Regions from separate parts of the Mus musculus genome. Here all the other regions are linked to region 3. Evidence: chromatin contacts called from public promoter capture Hi-C data. All regions are on one chromosome and are shown on one strand. Each heading gives the region's core, a stretch centred on a gene start, on an enhancer-like site or on the middle of the called end of the contact. The rest is flanking DNA. Distances are from core to core; before and after follow the strand shown.

What was found. Promoter capture Hi-C pulls out the DNA fragments that hold promoters and counts their contacts.
Region 1: a contact with region 3 is called in a promoter capture Hi-C map of liver, with 5 times the contacts expected there. The contact joins the promoter of Ugt2b37 here to the promoter of Ugt2b34 in region 3. A contact is called at or near these places in 3 of 39 promoter capture datasets (3T3-L1-derived adipocytes and liver) and 1 of 9 other capture datasets (pancreatic islet).
Region 2: a contact with region 3 is called in a promoter capture Hi-C map of liver, with 3 times the contacts expected there. The contact joins the enhancer-like site here to the promoter of Ugt2b34 in region 3. A contact is called at or near these places in 9 of 39 promoter capture datasets (the HPC-7 cell line, cranial neural crest, embryonic stem cells and 5 more), 1 of 484 Hi-C or Micro-C datasets (liver) and 1 of 115 datasets of contacts at active chromatin or transcription factors (pancreatic cancer cells).
Region 4: a promoter capture Hi-C map of liver shows a contact between it and region 3, with 3 times the contacts expected there. The contact joins the enhancer-like site here to the promoter of Ugt2b34 in region 3. A contact is called at or near these places in 4 of 39 promoter capture datasets (embryonic stem cells, frontonasal cranial neural crest, hippocampal neurons and 1 more) and 1 of 115 datasets of contacts at active chromatin or transcription factors (pancreatic cancer cells).

The regions. Positions count from the first base shown.
Region 1 is chr5:87,253,397-87,256,423 of GRCm38.p6, reverse strand. It overlaps Ugt2b37 (UDP glucuronosyltransferase 2 family, polypeptide B37), which reads left to right and starts at 1,636. Exons shown (of 6, transcript NM_053215.3): 1 at 1,636-2,377. The coding sequence starts at 1,654.
Region 2 is chr5:87,378,590-87,381,599 of GRCm38.p6, reverse strand. It overlaps the pseudogene Gm21049. Among named protein-coding and RNA genes, the nearest start is that of Ugt2a3, 43 kb to the right of the region's middle. Within about 2 kb of position 1,584, at least 11 of the 459 cell types and tissues checked have an H3K27ac peak or open chromatin away from gene starts, as enhancers often do. A contact at or near this core is called in liver, where this site is marked.
Region 3 is chr5:86,905,569-86,908,398 of GRCm38.p6, reverse strand. It overlaps Ugt2b34 (UDP glucuronosyltransferase 2 family, polypeptide B34), which reads left to right and starts at 1,462. Exons shown (of 6, transcript NM_153598.2): 1 at 1,462-2,208. The coding sequence starts at 1,479.
Region 4 is chr5:87,395,617-87,398,628 of GRCm38.p6, reverse strand. No RefSeq gene overlaps it. Among named protein-coding and RNA genes, the nearest start is that of Ugt2b38, 27 kb to the left of the region's middle. Within about 2 kb of position 1,433, at least 5 of the 459 cell types and tissues checked have an H3K27ac peak or open chromatin away from gene starts, as enhancers often do. A contact at or near this core is called in liver, where this site is marked.

The sequences.
Region 1 (3,027 bases), core at 387-2,886, 350 kb before region 3:
ACCTTAGTCACAATTTATGCTATTCCTCTGAGCCTTGTGAATGCTTGCACCAGGGGGATTCTGCTCATGCTGACATTTTCATGAATAAAGCAATAATGTAGTTCCTCCTTAAACCACAACCCTCCTTCTTCCTAGGTTATTGTAAATTCTTGCATATGGGAGTAAGGGTCTGTATGGAATATCCTTTTGTCAGAAGAACTCACCAACGTCAGTTTAATATGCAATGTAGTCTACCATACCTGACTGTAGGGAGGATTCTAAGTTTACTATTTTCAACTTGCCCTGAGATTACTAACTCCTATTTGAAAAACTGTGAGATGCCTGTTTACTAACTGTCAACACTGGGACATTTCATCTGAATGAGGAACACTCTTACGAAATTCCAAGCCCAGGGTTGACTCCAGGACTCCGAGGACATTGGTGAAGGCCAGGAAGCAAAGTTCAGTCTAGCTTAGGTATTTGACACATTATTTCTCAGAGGTACCTATAATAAAACAATACTGAAAGAAAGTACACAGATCCATTCACCAACTAATGCAGGGACAAGTTGGAACATTTGTGTTACAGGATGCCAAGGCTCCAGGGCCCTAAGTTTCCATAAAACTTTTCTGCCTTGGGACTCATCGAAGTTTTTGGGGCTGCCATGCAGTCTTCACTGGTGTGTGTATAGCATTTCCCACTTTATATCTTTTAGATGAAGTTTCAGAATGTCCCACCTCAATCTCAGAAGAACTCTAAAGATAAGTGGAAACACAATGATTACTAATAAAATAATGTCAATTATAATAGCATGCAAGATTATATACTTAACCCAATCTAAGGGATTTAATACAAATAGATTATTTTTTAAATCTCTGGCTAATTTCTCAATGTTCTATTTATCCAAAGGACTTCTGTTAATATCTGAAATTTCTATCTTTAATTGCTGTATAATATGTGAAATATCTGTATTTTTCCACACTCCCTGCAAATGAGCCTTAGTCTTTCCCCAATTAATGGTTGCATTATAAGTTAATGGCATGACACATATATATTGAAATGAAGCACGACCTTTAGTAGCTAACCTAACCTTAATATTTGCTATAACCTGTCCCCATCTATTGTTAACATATCATCATAGAAAACTGTAGCTAACTTTCAAATATGTCTCTAAAACTGTCTAGAACCAGCCTTTTAAATGAAGTCTGTTATTTCTAATATTGGATTGATTATTAGAACAGTCCATGATTTAGTCAGAATAATTGGTCACATTAAAGGAAAGGGAAGAGTCATCATGACATTCAACTATGTAAATTAATAAGCTTTCAAGGCCATATAGAGGAGAATTCAGAGATCAGCCATATTATGATGTCACTAGTTTTGTGAGACATCTTAGAATATTCTAATATCCCATTAATAATTGAACATGACATCATTATTTCTTGGCTATTTGAAAACATGCCATCATAAGAGACGTGACTCACTCTCATGTAAACAGGGAATAATTGAAATCATTCTTCGATTCTTTTCCCAAAACCTTAGTTCTGGTCTTTTAATTATCAGCTCTGGGAAATGCAAGTTATAGTTTAACCTCTGGGCTGAAGCTTCTTGGATAAAAGGTCAAGCAGTGACAGAAGCAAATGAACTGTGAAGAGAAGGATTTTGATTTTCAGGATGCCTGGAAAGTGGATTTCTGCTCTGTTGCTGCTGCAGATAAGTTGCTGCTTCAGATCTGTGAAATGTGGGAAAGTGTTGGTGTGGCCGATGGAATTCAGTCATTGGATGAACATAAAAATAATACTGGATGAACTGGTACAGAGGGGCCATGAAGTCACTGTTCTGAGACCTTCAGCTTACTATGTTCTTGATCCCAAAAAATCACCTGGCCTTAAGTTTGAAACTTTTCCTACATCTGTCACTAAAGATGATCTGGAAAATTTTTTCATACAGCTTTTGAATGTGTGGACTTATGAGTTGTCAAGAGATACATGTTTGTCATATTCTCCTTTAATGCAAAATATGTTTGATGAATTATCTGGTTATTATCTAAGTCTTTGTAAAGATGTCGTTTCAAACAGACAGCTCATGACAAAGCTACAGGAATCAAAGTTTGATGTCCTTTTGTCAGATCCTGTTGCTTTTGGTGGGGAGCTAATCGCTGAATTGCTCCACATACCTTTTCTGTACAGTCTTCGCTTCACTGCAGGTTACAGAATTGAAAAATCCAGTGGAAGATTTCTACTACCTCCCTCTTATGTGCCTGTTATTCTGTCAGGATTAGGTGGACAAATGACATTCATAGAGAGAGTAAAAAATATGATATGCATGCTTTATTTTGACTTTTGGTTCCAGATGCCTAATGATAAGAAATGGGATTCATTTTACACTGAATATTTGGGTAAGTTACATTTTTTTTTCTAAGTTGCTTGAATACCTAAGTTTCACAAGTGTGTAAATCTTTATGTCCATGAAATAGAAAGTGTAAGAGTCCTTTATAAGTGATCAAATGTATAATGATATAAACTATCAAAGTCACAAGCTCTTGTAAATGCTCATATATTTGATCAAATAGGAGAAGGTATCGGTATCAGTACTGATAGAAGACATTTCGGTTAGCTATACAATTACATAGAGATGAAATTAGATGGTCCCTAAATGATTCTTTACCCATATACTGAAATGTTTTCTTCTATTTTAATAAGTCACTAAGCAGTTACCAATTAATCTTGATTAATGGAGATTCAAGAATGGCATATTTTGTTATATATATATATATATATATATACATATATATATATATATATATACATACACACATTGAATAAGTTATTTCCTCTTGCCTAGGCCAGTGTATTTATTTAAAATGAAAATGTAGGGTCAGAAAACATGGCCAAAGATTTAAGATTGTTTCTGTACAGAGCTCTGTGCCAGAGCTCTTTTCCTGGGACCACTCATATACAATGGCTCAAAATTGCCTGTAACTTCACCTTCAAGAGAACTGCTGTCCTTTATCATATCCACAGGCACTGGCATAAACTTAACATATAC
Region 2 (3,010 bases), core at 335-2,834, 470 kb before region 3:
TTTTAACTATGTTAATCCTACCAATCCATGAGCATGGGAGATACTTACATTTTCTGAGGTCTTTGATTTCTTTCTTGAGAGACTTGAATTTCTGGCTATACATATCTCTCAGTTATTTGGTTAGAATTACCCCAAGATATTTTATATTTGTGACTATTGTGAAGTGTGTCATTTATTTTCTTTCTCCACTCCATTTATCATTTGTATAAATGAAAGGATACTGATTTGTAATTTTATATCCAGCCACTTTGTTTAAGTTTTCAGATGTAGAGTTTTCCTGGAAGAATTTTTGGAGTCACTTAAGCATACTATCATATCATCCAGAAATAATGATACCTTAACTTCTTTTTTTCCAAATTGTACCTCCTAGATCTCTGAGCTAGGGCTAGGGAGAGCCTTGTCTTGTTCATGATTATAGTGAGATTGCCTTAAGTATCTCTCCATTTTTAATTTGATATTGGCTGTTTGTTTGCTGTATATTACTTTTATTATATTTAGGAATGGACCTTAAGTATCTCTCCAATACTTTAACATGATGGGGAGTTGTATTTTGTCAAAGCCTTTTTTAGCATCTAATGAGATGATCATGTGATTTTTTTCTTTGAGTTTACTTATATAGTGGGTTACATTAATATATTTTCATATATTGAACCAACCTTGCATGTCTGAGATGAAGCCTACTTGATCATGGTGGATGATGGTTTTGATACATTCTTTGGTTCAGTTTGCTAGAATTTTCCTAAGTATTTTTGCATTGATATTCACAAACGTAAATTAGTTGGGAGTTTTCACTCTTTGTTGTGTCTTTGTGTGGTTTAGGTATCACCATTATTGTGGGATTTATTTGTTTCCTTTTTAAGGCTTCTACCTATTTACCTGTGTTTTCCTGTATTTTTTTTTTGGGTGGGGGGAGGTTTATATCCTCCTTGAAGGACTCAATTATGTTCATGAAATAGAATTTTAGGTCAGCATCCTGGTTTTCAGGTGTGTTGTGATATCCAGGGCTTACTGTGGTGGCAGAACTGGGTTCTCATGCTGCCAAAGTATATTGGCTTTATTGCTTATGGTCTTGTGCTTGCATGTCACCATCTGCTTATCTCTGGTGCTAACTGGTCTAGGTTTCTCAGTATGGAGTCTGACTCATCTGTCAATGGGTTGCTTTCCATCTCGTGGGAGACCAGTGGCTCTGACTGTAACAGATAACCTTGGAGGTCTTCAGACTGTGGGGCCTTCTGGGAGCACACAAGCTGATGATTTGTTGTCCTGGGTGCAGCAGATCTTTTTGGAGGCCTTCAGACTGTGGGGTCTTCACAGTAGCAGACAAGCTGATGACCTGTCATCGTGGAATGCTCAGGCTAGGGGGCAGGTGGAGTTCGAGTGGAGGGGATGTGTTCTGAGTCTGCTGGGATCATCAGGGTTCCCAGCTGCTACAATTATTTGGGAGGGTCCCTTACCTTTTGCCCTGAGTACAGGAGATCTCCTGGGAGACCTTCAGACTCTGGGGTATCTAGAGGGGCAGATAAACTCATGTTTTTCTATCAACACAGTAATGTTCATTTCCTTATCAGCTTTGAGCAGTGCCAGTTATATTTTAACTTCTTGGCTAATGCTTCTTGGATAAAAGGTCAAGCAGTGACAAAAGGGATTACACTCTGAACAGAAGGACTTTAATTTTCAGGATGCTTTGGAAGTGGATTTCTGTTCTGCTGCTGCTGCAGATAAGTTGCTGCTTCAGATCTGCAAAGTATGGGAGGGTGTTGTTGTGGCTGGTGGACTACAGTCACTGGATGAATATAAAGATAATACTGGATGAACTTGTACAGAAGGGCCATGAAGTCACTATTCTGAGACCTTCAATTTCCATTTTTCTTGATCCCACAGTATTGCCTGGCCTTAAGTTTGAAACTTTTTCTACATCCTTCAGGAATGATGACATGGAAATTATTTTTGCTAGTGTTGTGGATATATGGACTTATGAGTTTCCAAGAGATACATGTTTATCATATTCCCCTTTACTACAAAATATAATTGATGAATATTCTGATTAATCTCTAATTCTTTGTAAAAACACAGTTTCAAACAAACAGCTCATGGCAAAACTCCAAGAATCCAAGTTTGATGTTACTTTGTCAGATGCTGTTGGTCCCTGTGGGGAGCTCATAGCTGAACTGCACCAAATTCCTTTTCTATATAGTCTTGGCTTTTCCCTGGCTAACAACTTGAAAAATACAGTGGAGGACTTCCTCTCCCTGCCTCTTATGTACCTGTAATTTTGTCAGGATGAGGTGGCCAAATGACATTCAAAGAGAGGGATAAAAATATGATATGTATGCTTTATTTTGACTTTTGTTTCCAGACATTTAGGGAGAAGAAATGGGGTCAGTTTTACAGCGAAACTTTAGGTAAGTTATGCTTCTCTTCACAGGCTTAACATGTTTCACATGTATATTAAGATGCATTTCTGTTAAGTACAAAGTGGAGTCTTTTACAGGTGGTCAAATGTAATTATATTAGCTAACAAACTCTCTGTAAAAGCTCATATTATTGATCAAATAGAAGACGGTAGTAGTCCTGATATAAGACATTCTAGTTAGCTATATGGTGACAAAGAGAAGCATTTAGTCCCTAAATATTTTTTTATCTCATTTAATACAAAAGGTTTCTCTATTTTAACAAGACCCTAGCCAGGTACTCAAATTTTGATCCGTGTAGATTCAAGAATGATGTGTGTGTGTGTGTGTGTGTGTGTGTGTGTGTGTGTGTGTGTGTAATATTGAAGAAATTAATTTCTTTTACCTAGGCCAGTATCAGTTTTGAAAATTAAGTGGTGTGGGTTGTGAGAATATGACCAAAAGTTTAAGAATGTTCTTTCCACATTTTTAGTACCTGTTGTCTATTCCTAACACCCACTTGTGTCCAGTGTTTCAAAATTTCCTGTAACTTCACTTTCAGCAGACCTGTGACACTTTTATTGTATCCATAGTCACTGGGATAAATTTAGCATACACTC
Region 3 (2,830 bases), core at 213-2,712:
TCATAGACCTAGTGTTGAGAGGTTGAATGTAAAATATACATTGAAGCAGCTGAATAAGCTGATCTATGTTATTTGGTTATTTATTATTGTTCATTTAAATACTGAAGCTTCTCTGTCAAAGAAAATTGTTTTTATATAACTTAGTTAACATTGAACTGTTTTTTAATGTTATACAGCCATCAGGTTCAAAACATGGAAAAGAAAATCCTGGGTTTTCTTAATTAAAAAGAAATTTTAAAATAACCACTGTCCTCAATATTTAAAAATCACACTATGCCTTGAGACACTCTTCCCATTTCTAGTATGGAACTATCAAGTTCTGTCTAAAATAGCTATGATATCAGAGGACAGTCCCGTTTTTACATTTAGAATTTTATGCTACTTGTAAGCAGAATTAGAGAACTAGATTTTTGGATTCATTCAAAAACCATTTACTAAGTATTACTTTGTTCTATATAAAGATGACTAAGGCATGGTCACTGCAGGAAAAACAATATAGGGGAGTGTAAGCTGTCACTTACAAACAAACCTAGCTCAATAAATCCATAAAAGAGCCAAATTAATAGTGAAATGCAGAATATATTCAGTGTGATCACTTTAGGAAGAGAGACAAAAGGAGCCAGTCACCCTTAATTCCATCTTTGGGATTCTTACAAGGCATCTGCATAGCTAAGCTTTCCAGGAATGGCATGGGACCTTGCCCACCATTAACTTAGCTCCTAGTCACCAGAAATGTTAGCCTGCCCTAACTTGTAAATTGCCCTCCTGGATACAAATTCCTCCTCTGGGTGTCCCCAGAGATCAAACATTTCTTCTCCTAGCAGAAAGTTACTGGGGAAAGTCTTTCAATAGTCTGAGAGTCAAAGAGGAAAACACAAATGTCTCCTTATCTCTTCACTTTTGCTAGGCTGACTAGTTACAAGTAAGCAGGTTCTTGATGGGGTAGAGATGGAGCTAATGGGAAGACTAAAAGAATGGGGCTTCCATCTAGATTATAATATGCTCTAAACGTAAGTGCAGTGTGTTTAATTCTGAGATTACACTATAGACCTCTGAGCCATATACTTAAAATCACTAAGTAGTATGGTAACTGGTCAGTGTTGCCAATATTCATATGACAAAACACTGACCTATGGTATTTATAAAAATGTGACTGGACAGTTTGCCTTTACTTCAGATTCTTTATCAAAGAAGCTCCATTAGGAGAAAGAGAGAGTGAAAGGAAGGGAGAAAGAGAGATCTTACTTTTCACTGTTCTCCAAATACAGTATACATTCAAGATCACTGAGAATCCAGAGTCATTTCCCACTTTCACATCTGCATCCAGGTTTTGGCATTTGCCCTCCAGAGGCTGTGACTCCCATTTCTATTTGCTTTGGTGTGTACAAGTTACACTTTAACTGACTGATTACTGCTCTTTCTATATCTGTAAGAGCTGAGCAATCATCCTTTGGAAGGCAGGCCTGAAGTTAACCAAGATGCCTGTGAAAATGACAGCAGCCCTGCTCCTGCTCCTGCTCCAGCTGAGTGGCTTCTTTGGATCTGGGACTGGTGGGAAGGTGCTGGTGTGGCCAATGGAGTTCAGCCATTGGCTCAACTTGAAGACAATCCTAGACGAGCTTCTGAAGAAGGGTCATGAAGTGATGGTTCTGAGACCTTCAGCATCCTTATCTTATGAGGTTGACAACACATCTGCTATTGAATTCGAGACTTATCCTACATCATACTCCTTATCTGAGTTAGAGGAAATTTTCTGGGAATCACTCAAGAAATATATTTATGAGCTGCCAAAGCAGTCATTTTGGGGATACTTCTTAATGTTGCAAGAAATGGTTTGGGTAGATTCAAAATATTTTGAAAGTCTCTGTAAAGATGTAGTTTTTAACAAAGAACTCATGACAAAGCTACAAAAATCAAGGTTTGATGTGATCCTGGCAGATCCCTTCATACCCTGCGGTGATCTGCTGGCTGAGGTTCTCAAGATCCCCCTTGTGTACAGTCTCCGCTTCTTTCCTGGCTCCACTTATGAGAAGTACAGTGGGGGACTCCCACTGCCTCCTTCCTATGTGCCTGTTGTTATGTCAGAATTGAGTGACAGGATGACTTTCATGGAGAGGGTGAGAAATGTCATCTATATGCTGTGTTTTGACTTTTGGTTCCAAACATTTAATGAGAAGAACTGGAATCAGCTTTATACTGAAGTATTAGGTAAGTGCCCTGTTCAGTGCCCTGGTGGGATTGCTGGATTCTCAATTTGCTGTGTCATTGAATGTGAATGTCTAAGAACAGGTCTGACAGGGGAATGATTTGTCTCTCCTAAATAAAATGATGGGAAAACTAGAAAATTAGCTGTCAAATTCAAGCATTGTAAAGAACTTTGTATTCCAGTGTCAGTTGCAAAACCTTGTCTATGAATTGTCAGCACACACTCACATAACAAAACTATGATTATTTCTCTAAGAAATTACATAGGCCCAAGACATTTTTCCTCGTGTTTTAAAGCAACACTTTTACCTGACTGGTGCCTTCATTGTCATTAATATCTTTGCCACTTTATTATATTCATTGCTATTATTATCATGTGTATGAACATGCACACTTGTGTCATGGGAAAGGGGGATTGTGCTCTGGGTTGCTTATGTAGAGGCCAGATTAAACTTTGAAGAGTTCTTATTTCTACCTCTATGTATGTTCTTGGGATCAATTTAGGTGTTTACGCTTGTATAGAGATTGAACTCAAGTCTTTAGCTTGCATGGAATACCTTTACCTTCTAATGTGTTACACCAGCCTCTAAAACATATGCTTTAAACAAAGGCAAAGTCTTCATGA
Region 4 (3,012 bases), core at 184-2,683, 490 kb before region 3:
AGGGGCCTCTCTTCCCAATGATGGCCAACTAGGCCATCTTCTGCTACATATGCAGCTAGAGACACGAGCTCTGGGGGGTACTGGTTAATTCATATTGTTTCTCCTCCTATAGGTTTGCAGACCCCTTTAGATCCTTGGGTTTTTCTCTAGCTCCACAATTGGGGAGGTGTTCCATCCAATAGATGACAATGAGCATCCACTTCTGAATTTGCCAGGCACTGTCATAGCCTCACAAGAGACAATTATATCAGGGTCCTTTCAGCTAAATTTTGCTGGCATATGCAATAGAGTCTGCATTTGGTGGCTGATTATGGGATGGATCCCCGGGTGGGGCAGTCTCTGGATGATCCATCCTTTCATGTCAGTTCCAAACTTTGTCTCTGTAACTCCTTCCATGGGTATTTTGTTCGCTTATCTAAGTAGGAATGAAGTATCCATGCATTGGACTTCCTTCTTGATTTTCTTGTGTTTTGCAAATTGTATCTTGGGTATTCTAAGTTTCTGGTCTAATATCCACTTACCAGTGAGTACATATGAAGTGAATTCTTTTGTGATTGGGTTACCTCACTCAGAATGATATTTTATATTTCTATCCATGTGCCTAAGAATTTCATAAATTCATTGTTTTTAATATCTGAGTAGTACTCCATTGTGTAAAGGAAGCACACTATCTATATCCATTCCTTTGTTGAGGGACAACTGGAATCTTTCCAGCTTCTGGCTATTATAAGTGAGGATGCTATCATCATAGTGGAGCATGTTCCATTATTACATGTTGGAGCATTTTCTGGGGAAATGCCCAGGAGAGGTATTGCTGGGTCGTCAGTTAGCACTATGTTCAATTTTCTGAGTAACCACCAAACTGATTTCCAGAGTGGTTGAACTAGCTTGCAATTCCACCAACAATAGAGGAGTGTTCCTCTTTCTCCACATCCTCACCAGCATCTGACTGCACCTGAGTTTTTGATCTTAGACATTCTGACTGCTATGAGGTGGAATCTCAGGGTTGTTCCGGTTTGCATTTCCCTGATGACTAAGGATGTTGGACATTTCTTTAGGTGCTTTTCAGCCATTCAGTATTCCTCAGTGGAAAATTCTTTGTTTAGCTCTGTACCCAATTTTTGATAGGGTTATTTGGTTCTCTGGAGTCTCACTTCTTGAGTTCTTTGTATATATTGGATATTAGCCTTCTATCAGATGTAGGGTTGGTAAACATCTTTTCTCAATCTCTTGGTTGCCATTTTGCCCTATTGACAGTGTCCTTTGCCTTACAGAAGCTTTGCATTTTTATGAGGTCCCATTTGTCAATTATTGATCTTAGAGCATAAGCTATTGATTTTCTGATCAGGAAATTTTTCCCTGCGCCTAGGTCTTCAATGTTTTTTCCCACTTTCTCTTCTATTAGTTTCAGTGTATGTGGTTTTACAAGGAGGTCACTGATTAACTTAGACTTGAACTTTGTACAAGGAGATAAGAGTATATCAATTTGTGTTCTTTCACATGCTAACCGGCAGTTGAACCGGCACCATTTGTTGAAAAAGCTGTCTTTTTTCCACTGGATGGTTTTACTCCTTTTTCAAAGATCAGATGACCATAGATCTGTGTGTTCATTTCTGGGTCTTCAATGCTATTGCACTGATCTACCCGCCTGCTACTGTACCAATACCATGCAGTTTTATTGCAATTGCTCTGTATTACAGTTTGAGATCAGGGATGGTGAATCCACCAGAAGTTCTCTTATTGTTGAGAATAGTTTTCTATATACTAGGATTTTTGTTATACCAGATGAATTTGCAAATTGCTCTTTCTGACTCCATGAAGAATTGAGTTGTAATTTTGATAGGGGTGCACTGAATCTGTAGATTGATTTCCACAAGATAGACATTTTTACTATATTAATCCTGCCAATCCATGAGCATCTGAGATCTTTCCATCTTCTGATACCTTCTTCGATTTCTTTCTTCAGAGTCTTGAAGTTCTTGTCATATAGATCATTTACTTGCTTAGTTAGAGTCACACCAAGGTATTTTATATTATTTGTGACTATTGTGAAGGGTGTTTTTTTTCCTAATTTCATTCTTACTCAGTTTATCCTTTGACTAGGGAAAGGACACTTCTTTGTTTGAGTTAATTTTATATCCAGCTACTTTCCTGAAGCTATTTATCAGGTTGAGTTCTCTGGTGGAATTTTTGAGGTCACTTAAGTATACTATCATATTATCTGCAAATAGAGGTATTTTGCCTTCTTTCTTTCCATTTTATATCCCTTTGATCTCCTTTTGTTGTCTAATTGCTCTGCCTAGGGTTTTGAGTACTATATTGAACAGGTAGGAAAAGAGTATGCAGCCTTGTCTAGTCCCTGATTTAGTGGGATTGCTTCAAGTTTCTCTCCATTTAGTTTGATGTTGACTTCTGGTTTGCTGTATATTGCTTTTACTATGTTTATGTATGGGCCTTGAATTCCTGATCTTTTCAAGATTTTTTATCATGAATGGGTGTTTAGTTTTGTCAAATGCTTTCTCATCATCTAATGAAATGCTAGTTTGTTTCTTTTCTTTGAATTTGTTTATATAGTGGATTACATTGATGCATTTTCATATATTGAACCATAGCTGCATCCCTCGGATGACGCCTACTTGATCATGATGGATGATCTTTTTGATGTATTCTTGGATTTGGTTTGTGAGAATTTTATTGAGTATTTTTACATTGATATTTATAAGGGAAATTGGTCTGAAGTTCTCTTTCTTTGTTGAGTGTTTGTGTCGTTTAGATGTCAGAATAATTGTGGCTTCACAGAATGAGTTGGGTAGAGTAACTTTTGATTCTATTTTGTGGAATAATTTTTTTGTTTGTTTGTTTGTTTTTTTGAGACAGGATTTCTCTGTATAGCCCTGGCTGTCCTGGAACTCACTCTGTAGATCTGACTGGCCTTGAACTCAGAAATCTGCCTGCCTCTGCCTCCCAAGTGCTGGGATTAAAGGTGTGTGCCACCACTGTCCGGCATTGGGG